Regions from separate parts of the Mus musculus genome. Here region 2 is linked to region 1. Evidence: chromatin contacts called from public Hi-C data. All regions are on one chromosome and are shown on one strand. The core of a region is the stretch at or near the end of the contact, and the rest is flanking DNA. Distances in the headings are between cores, read along the strand shown.

Region 1 (3,371 bases), core at 229-2,728:
TGTGACAGAAAGGTCCCTGAGGCTTGCTACCCAACCAAGCTAAGTATAAGAGATCCAGATGCAAGAGAGAGACTCTAACTCAAATAATAATGATAATGATGTAAAGAATGATAGATGAAGGCACACAATGCCAACCTCTGCCCTTTGTGTGCATTATGGGTGGGTGCCCATGTGTGAGAGCACACACACACACACACACACACACACACACACACACACACACACAAAATTCATTCATGTTTTCTTTTATTTCCTTTTAACAAATTTCCAATGGAAAATCATTTCCTTAAGAAAAGAAATGAAGAAAAATATATGTTAAAAATTTTTTTATATCTAACATTCTCTTGTAACTTGCAACTTTAGCCTTTATCACATGTAATCTTAGCCTGCTAACCTTCAGTAGAAAACTTATTTCCATTACCTTTCATATGTTTAAATAATAACTATGAAAACAAGTGGAGCCAGTTGAATAAAAATATAAAGACCCAGATTCCAATCTTTACATCTGTCCCCTTGTGGCAGGTTCATTCTTGAATGAAGAATCAGTTCCCACAGATGTAAGGACCCCTGAACAACAGAAGCAGAGTAGCCAGCAACGACAGCGAGCACAGCAAGCACACCGAAGAGCCGCAGCCAACAGTGCTCTGTCTGCAGGATGCCTGTGCCTAGATATGACAGGAATTAGTGGATCTATCAGAGGGAAAGGGGCTTATTGTCACATGCTCACAGTTGAGTCCCAATTTCAAAGCCGTAGGTTTTCAATTATCTGAAATTAGTCACAGTGAGAAGGGGCCACTTTCCTTTCTTGTCTGTCCCACAATAATGTCCAAAGCTCAGTTATGATTTCACCAGAGAATTTAAAACATCCATTTTAAATGAGCTTTTAAAAGTCTGCTTTCTCTCAGGAGTAACGCGTGGTAAATTAAAAACACTAAAACAATCCACAAAGATCTTGTAGGTAGGAAATGGTGATGGGCTTGAAACTTGTGCTGTGTAAAACAGCTACTCATTTCACTTTAAAAAAATTAAAAATCTAACTCAAAAAGGAGACGCTTTAATCGGATAATGGAAATCCATTTTATATGCATTATGAATCTCTCGTCAAACCATACCGCAGGGCAAGGAGGACATTGCCTCGTGTATTAAACTAGATATGTCAGGAGAATAATGGTGTCTGGGAGCTCATTCCCGTGAGTGGAACCAGATGTGGAAAACATCCAGTGCCTAGCACTGACCCTGAGTCTTCTCTGCTAATAAGATGCGACTGAATTCCAAGAATGTTTGTTCGGTTAAAGGAGTAGCAATTGTTTCTCATCCAGGCTCTTCTTCGGTGTTTGAAACCCTCTCCTGTTGCTTTAGTAGATTATTTAATGATGAACCCAAGCATACAGCCTCCATGTTTCTCTTCCTAGCCCTTGTAGATAACAGCAGCCTTTTCCTGTTACGTTTCCTCTCAAGATGTTTCACGTGTGTGTTTCCTTTCTACCCACGCTCTGTGTTTGCCCCCAAATTTCCATTGCCGGCCCCTCCCACTCATGACTTCACTCTCTCCTCACTCACTCTGACTTAAAGAGATAAGGGACAGAAAAGAAGTTGACTTCCTCAAAAAAGGCATAAAGTTCATACAGAGGGTTTAATGCTTTGAGGTTTTCTGTGAAGGTTCTTCAACCCTGCTTCTGCTCCTGCCATAATAAAACCAACCCCCACCTCTGCTGGTGGGACACCCCCACCCCCAGGCCACCAGGCCATTTGTGCCTGTTGACTGGTTTTCCCATCAGAAGTTCTTAATTATGAGTCAATAAAACAGCACTCTAAAGTCACACCCCCAGGGAGGGAAGGACTGCCTAAGCATTGAGGTCAAGGGAGAAGCATGGGGGCGGGGCAAGATTTGTTGTCTTCCTAGTTATTATTTAGGCAAAACCAGACTTTAAAATATGCATGGAAAAGCTTATAGAAACTGCTAAAATTAGACTTTCAGATTGGTGTTACAAGAGAAAGTCAACTTTTTAAACATGTGCTTGCTTCTGAGCACACACTAGGATATCTTCACTCACTTCTTTTCCTAAACCTAAAAGATCCCAGACCAGTGAGGATCCATTTTTCAGACTTCCCAGCAAGGATTAAAGAGGAGGTATTGTAGTGAGGACTCCAGTTATCAAGATCATATTCCCAAACTAGAAGCATCAGAGAAACAGCTTCACTTAAACAGAGGCCAGGGAGAGCTGTGTCACATGAGCATAAGACTGAGTGTCTGTCAAGTTCAGCAACAGGAGCCATGCTGGAGTCTGGGCAAATTTTGCTCCACGGCCTGTGGGAATCAACTCATTACCGAAAAAGGCAGTGGCAGGAGCCATTCCTATGCAAGACACTACTACTTGAAAATTCTTAGGCCTGTGAAATGTCTCAGTGAGAAAGGGAGCTTGCCGCCAAGTCTGATGACATGAGTTCAAATCCCAGAACTCATACAGCAGTAGAAACTGTTTTCCTCAAGCTGTTCTCTGACCTCCACATATGCACCATCATGTGTGTACAGAGAGAGAGAGAGAGAGAGAGAGAGAGAGAGAGAGAGAGAGAGAGAGAAAGAGAGAATGAGAGAGAGAGAGAGAATGGGAGAGAGAGAGAGAGAGAGAGAGAAAAGAGAGAGGCGGAGACAGAGGGGCAAAGACAGAGAGACAGAGAGAAACAGCGATAGAAAAATGTAAATTACAATCTTAGGAATTTTGGGAATTGAAGTATGTACTTCCCAGGCAATATTTATATTTCTCTCCTTGTTCTTTTGTTTATTCCCTCATTCACTTAAAATCCAAATGTTCTGAACTGTGTATAACACATCAGGTCAGTAGTAAATAGGCATAGTCAATGATTCATTCAAGCATCAAAGAAACGGACTTGAAATCTAGATCTGATTGACCGTAACTAAAACAGCAGTAGCTCTTATTAACCAACTGCCATACTTGACAGATTATCTGTCTGGGCTGTCCCATGTGCATCTAAAGGAAAGGAAGGCAAGCGGCAAGTGTGGAGAAGCACCAGGTTCAGAGATAACACTCAGGATCCTTTCCCACCTGCAGAGCTAGAACACAGGCCACAGCTTCGCACAGGACAGCCTCTGGCTGGGTGGTACCTTGGTTTGTTTGAGTCACCTTCTTAAATCCAGGTCAGCGAGTTTCGATTTTTGTTGAGTCTGCCCATTTGTCCTGTGCTGTTGAGCTTTCGATGTTTGTGTTTACAGTGTCTTCTATGACCTACAATAGTCAAGTTCTGAAGCCAAGTACTAAGAGTTCAAATTGACACCATTCTGACACTCAACAACTGAGTGACCTTAAGTGAGTGACTTGGGGCTCTCTGCACCCATCTTTCAACTGTCAGAT
Region 2 (3,371 bases), core at 433-2,932, 110 kb after region 1:
GGAGGACCTGGGTTCAATCCCTAATAATTCACTTTCAACGTCTCACATACTTTAAAAATGTTATTAGACACTTAAACACTATCAGGCACGTGATTCAGCATTTCCCACATCTTCCATTTTTAAGGGCAGATGCTTTAGGTCTCACAAACATCTACTTCCTGTCCACTGTGACACAAAGCATTCCTTCCAGTTTCTTAAGAATATAGTCCTGTTGAAATGATGGTTTCATGATCTAAAGCATGAATTCTCATCATTTCTAAACTCTGGACTTTGGTCTATACTTAGAACTCAGCTGAAACAGTAAACTATGGAGGAGTGTATAAAACACAGGACACTGGATGAAGAGAGGGAGGGTCACCATGTCTGAGACTACAGTAATACTTAAAACCAAGGGAGACACTGCTCTGTGCTGGCCACTGTCCCACATCCCACTGTCCCATTTGTCACTCATTTAGTACTCACAAAGATTATTATTTTGCAGAAGATACTATTATTGCCACATGTCACAACACACTGAGGAACAGGGAGGGTAATTCTTGAACAGAAACCATGCACTGAGCAGGTAGGTGTCACACAGTCCCCCTACACTGCCTTGTACAAATGTAATAGTTAATTTGATTATACACAAAAGAGGACATTGACCTCGGGGAGGCCAGAGATTTTCCCATAGCTCAAACTACAAGGGCAGACAAAAGACCTGGGCCCTTTAAATAGTCACTCTGTGACTATTTTTATTTCAATGTTCATACAAGTCAGCAGAGTAAGTTAGACCCGCATCTCACCAAATGTCTCTTCTCATAGAATCTGAGAGACTATTAGAAGCACTCTTTTCTAAACAGTGTTTTCTGGAGTAGACATGACCAGGGTACAAATTATTTTCTAGGCTGGACTTGATCAGTGGCTGCCTAGTTTATGCTGTCATCCATTGCTCCAAGAACATAGACACACATTACAGCACTATACTGAGTTAATCACACACACACACACAGAGGGAGGGGGCAGACAAACAGACAGACACATTCAAAGTATTGAGAGCCTTTAGTAAACTATAAGAAACATGGGGAAGGGAATTGAGGTAGTCTTTTGATAACATCTTTTTGTAGCCTTTAGAGACATCTATGTATTAGAGTTTGGAGTCACTCTGATAACATGAACGGAGAACAAATCCAGTTTGAAAGAGATTCACAAGTTGAGAGAAGCTAAGATTTTTTCCAAGTGGTTTTTGTTTTGTTTTGTTTTGTTTGTTAATTTGTTTGTTTGCTTGCTTTGAGACAGTGTTTCCCTGTGTACCCCTGGCTGTACTGAAACTCACTCTGTAGACCAGGCTGGCCTCAAACTCAGAAATCCACCTGCCTCTGCCTCCCAGGTGCTGGAATTAAAGGCATGCACCACCACTGTTCAGCTTTCTTAATTGAATAACTACTTAGATTATGAAGTCCCAAAAAGGTCATAGGCTTTGAAAAGGCCCTAGACCCAAATTCCAGCATTTTGAGTAAGTAAAGGGGATGAATCTTTATATGTAAACAGGAAGCTTCCAAATAAAAGTTGTCTTACTTCAGATCACAATGGGACCACTGCGAAGATTCGGTGGGGTTGTGTTCACAAAGCAGCCAGCCTCTTGACTAAGGCAGAGCTAGTTTGAGGTCCATGTGGTTACTATTATAGTAACTGTTCGTTCACTTGCTGAAAAAAAAAATTTATTGTACTCTTCGCCAAGAGACGCAGGCATCCAGGCTTCAAGCTGCTGGCCCTGTAGGTACATGAATTAAAAGGCAGGGACAGCCCTGACTTCCCAGAGCCTGCCCTTGATCAGAGAAAACAGGCAGGAAAAATAATAAAACCTGCAGGATGATCTGTGAGAGAAGCAGCATCAGGACGGATGGGCGCATTACTGTAAGGACCAAGAGCAGGGCCTGAGATTGGAAGCCCTCAGACCCACGGGTGACAAAGGATGGGGTGCATTCCTGTAAGGATCAAGAGCTGGGCCCCTAAGATTGGAAGCCCTCAGACCCACGGGTGGCAGACAGGAATGGAGATGTGCAGATGGCCGAACTAAGCCAGAAAACAGCATGGATCAGCATGGAGACTAGGACTGAGCTGGTGGGGAGAGATCAGTGAGGCGTGGAAGACAGACAGAGGGGTGGTGGACAGAAGTGGGAGCCTTTGTAGGAAACGTTGTATGAAGTAAATTTGAGGGTTTTTTTTTCCCCTAAGTTACCAGGAAGTTACTAAAAGGTATTCTGCGGGGATGAAGTTGGGAAGGTAGCACAGTTGTGTGTGGTTTCCATGAACTATGGATAAGTAAGACACCATCCTTTAGCACTGAATCCATTAACCATCTTAAGTTAAAAAAAAAAAAAGAGGAAGGGTTGTGGGGAAGGGTCACCAAGGCAAATACACAGGTAAAGAAAACCACAAGAACATTGCTCTTACTTCAAAGACATGGGTAAGAACTTTGCAAAGGAAAGGAGCCCACCCAGCTGATACAGCCCAGAAGCTTAGCTTAGTTATGAGCATGGTTTAGATGAAGATAACAGCACCCCTGGATACTGTAAATAGAATTAGCCTGCATACTAACAAAGGACTCCCAACTCAAGGATAACTAGGGCTGTGTCTCCCTTCCTTCTGTCACTGCCTATTGCAGAACTCCTGTGAGAAAAATCTCTGCCACCCTTTCATAGCCCCAAAAATCCATGTTCTGCAAGTTTCAAATTATTTCCATGTGCTGTTCCCTTCCGCGTTCTTACAAGGTCATTTTCATTGGCTGTGTTTTGAGAGCATGCAGAGCGTACATGCATATGCCTCCTCCAACTGTGAACTTTTTACCTGGGCTTCCCTGCTGTGTCTGGATGCTTATTGAAAAGTTAAAACAGCTCAGGAAATACTACCTCATCTCAATGGCATTAGCAGTTAAAATCGCCTAGTGTCTGGGCAACGTGCCATTGAGCTACTTACAAAGGCTACATCACAGTGCTGCTCATCTCTGTTCCCTTTAAGTGGTACAAGCCTGACCTGCTCCAACCCCTCCCAAAGCTTGTGTTCATTTTATCCTATTTTATTAAATTTATGAAAGAGAAGATTACCAATGCAGAAGAAACTTTCTAAACCTATGATTATTTAGTCATCTTCCTTTTGAACAGACATTTTCCTTTAAATAATGCTGAAAGTGGGACTTTTTTGTTTTCTATTTTGTTGGTCCTTGCTGAGGGTGAACACCTGGTTCACCTTATTGGGAACATGGCAAGTTTTCAGGAATTGAGAAACATGCTGAGTGAAGACATGCCTGATGTGGGGGCACATCCGGGCCCTGCTGTTTCCAGTTAGCACTACTATTTACCACTAGGAGAGACTAGTTAGTCAATCAGAAAGTG

The links. A called contact is a pair of places that touch in the nucleus more often than the background predicts.
Region 2: a Hi-C map of liver shows a contact between it and region 1, with 1.6 times the contacts expected there. The contact joins two enhancer-like sites. A contact is called at or near these places in 2 of 15 datasets of contacts at CTCF or cohesin (the NIH/3T3 cell line and pro-B cells), 11 of 484 Hi-C or Micro-C datasets (the C10 cell line, Th2 cells, brain and 7 more) and 2 of 115 datasets of contacts at active chromatin or transcription factors (the HPC-7 cell line and embryonic stem cells).

The regions. Positions count from the first base shown.
Region 1 is chr9:13,535,358-13,538,728 of GRCm38.p6, forward strand. All of the region lies in intron 1 of Maml2 (mastermind like transcriptional coactivator 2), which reads left to right. Among named protein-coding and RNA genes, the nearest start is that of Gm51666, 73 kb to the right of the region's middle. Within about 2 kb of position 1,479, at least 103 of the 459 cell types and tissues checked have an H3K27ac peak or open chromatin away from gene starts, as enhancers often do. A contact at or near this core is called in Th2 cells and uterus, where this site is marked.
Region 2 is chr9:13,642,464-13,645,834 of GRCm38.p6, forward strand. All of the region lies in intron 2 of Maml2 (mastermind like transcriptional coactivator 2), which reads left to right. Among named protein-coding and RNA genes, the nearest start is that of Gm51666, 34 kb to the left of the region's middle. Within about 2 kb of position 1,683, at least 38 of the 459 cell types and tissues checked have an H3K27ac peak or open chromatin away from gene starts, as enhancers often do. A contact at or near this core is called in Th2 cells and uterus, where this site is marked.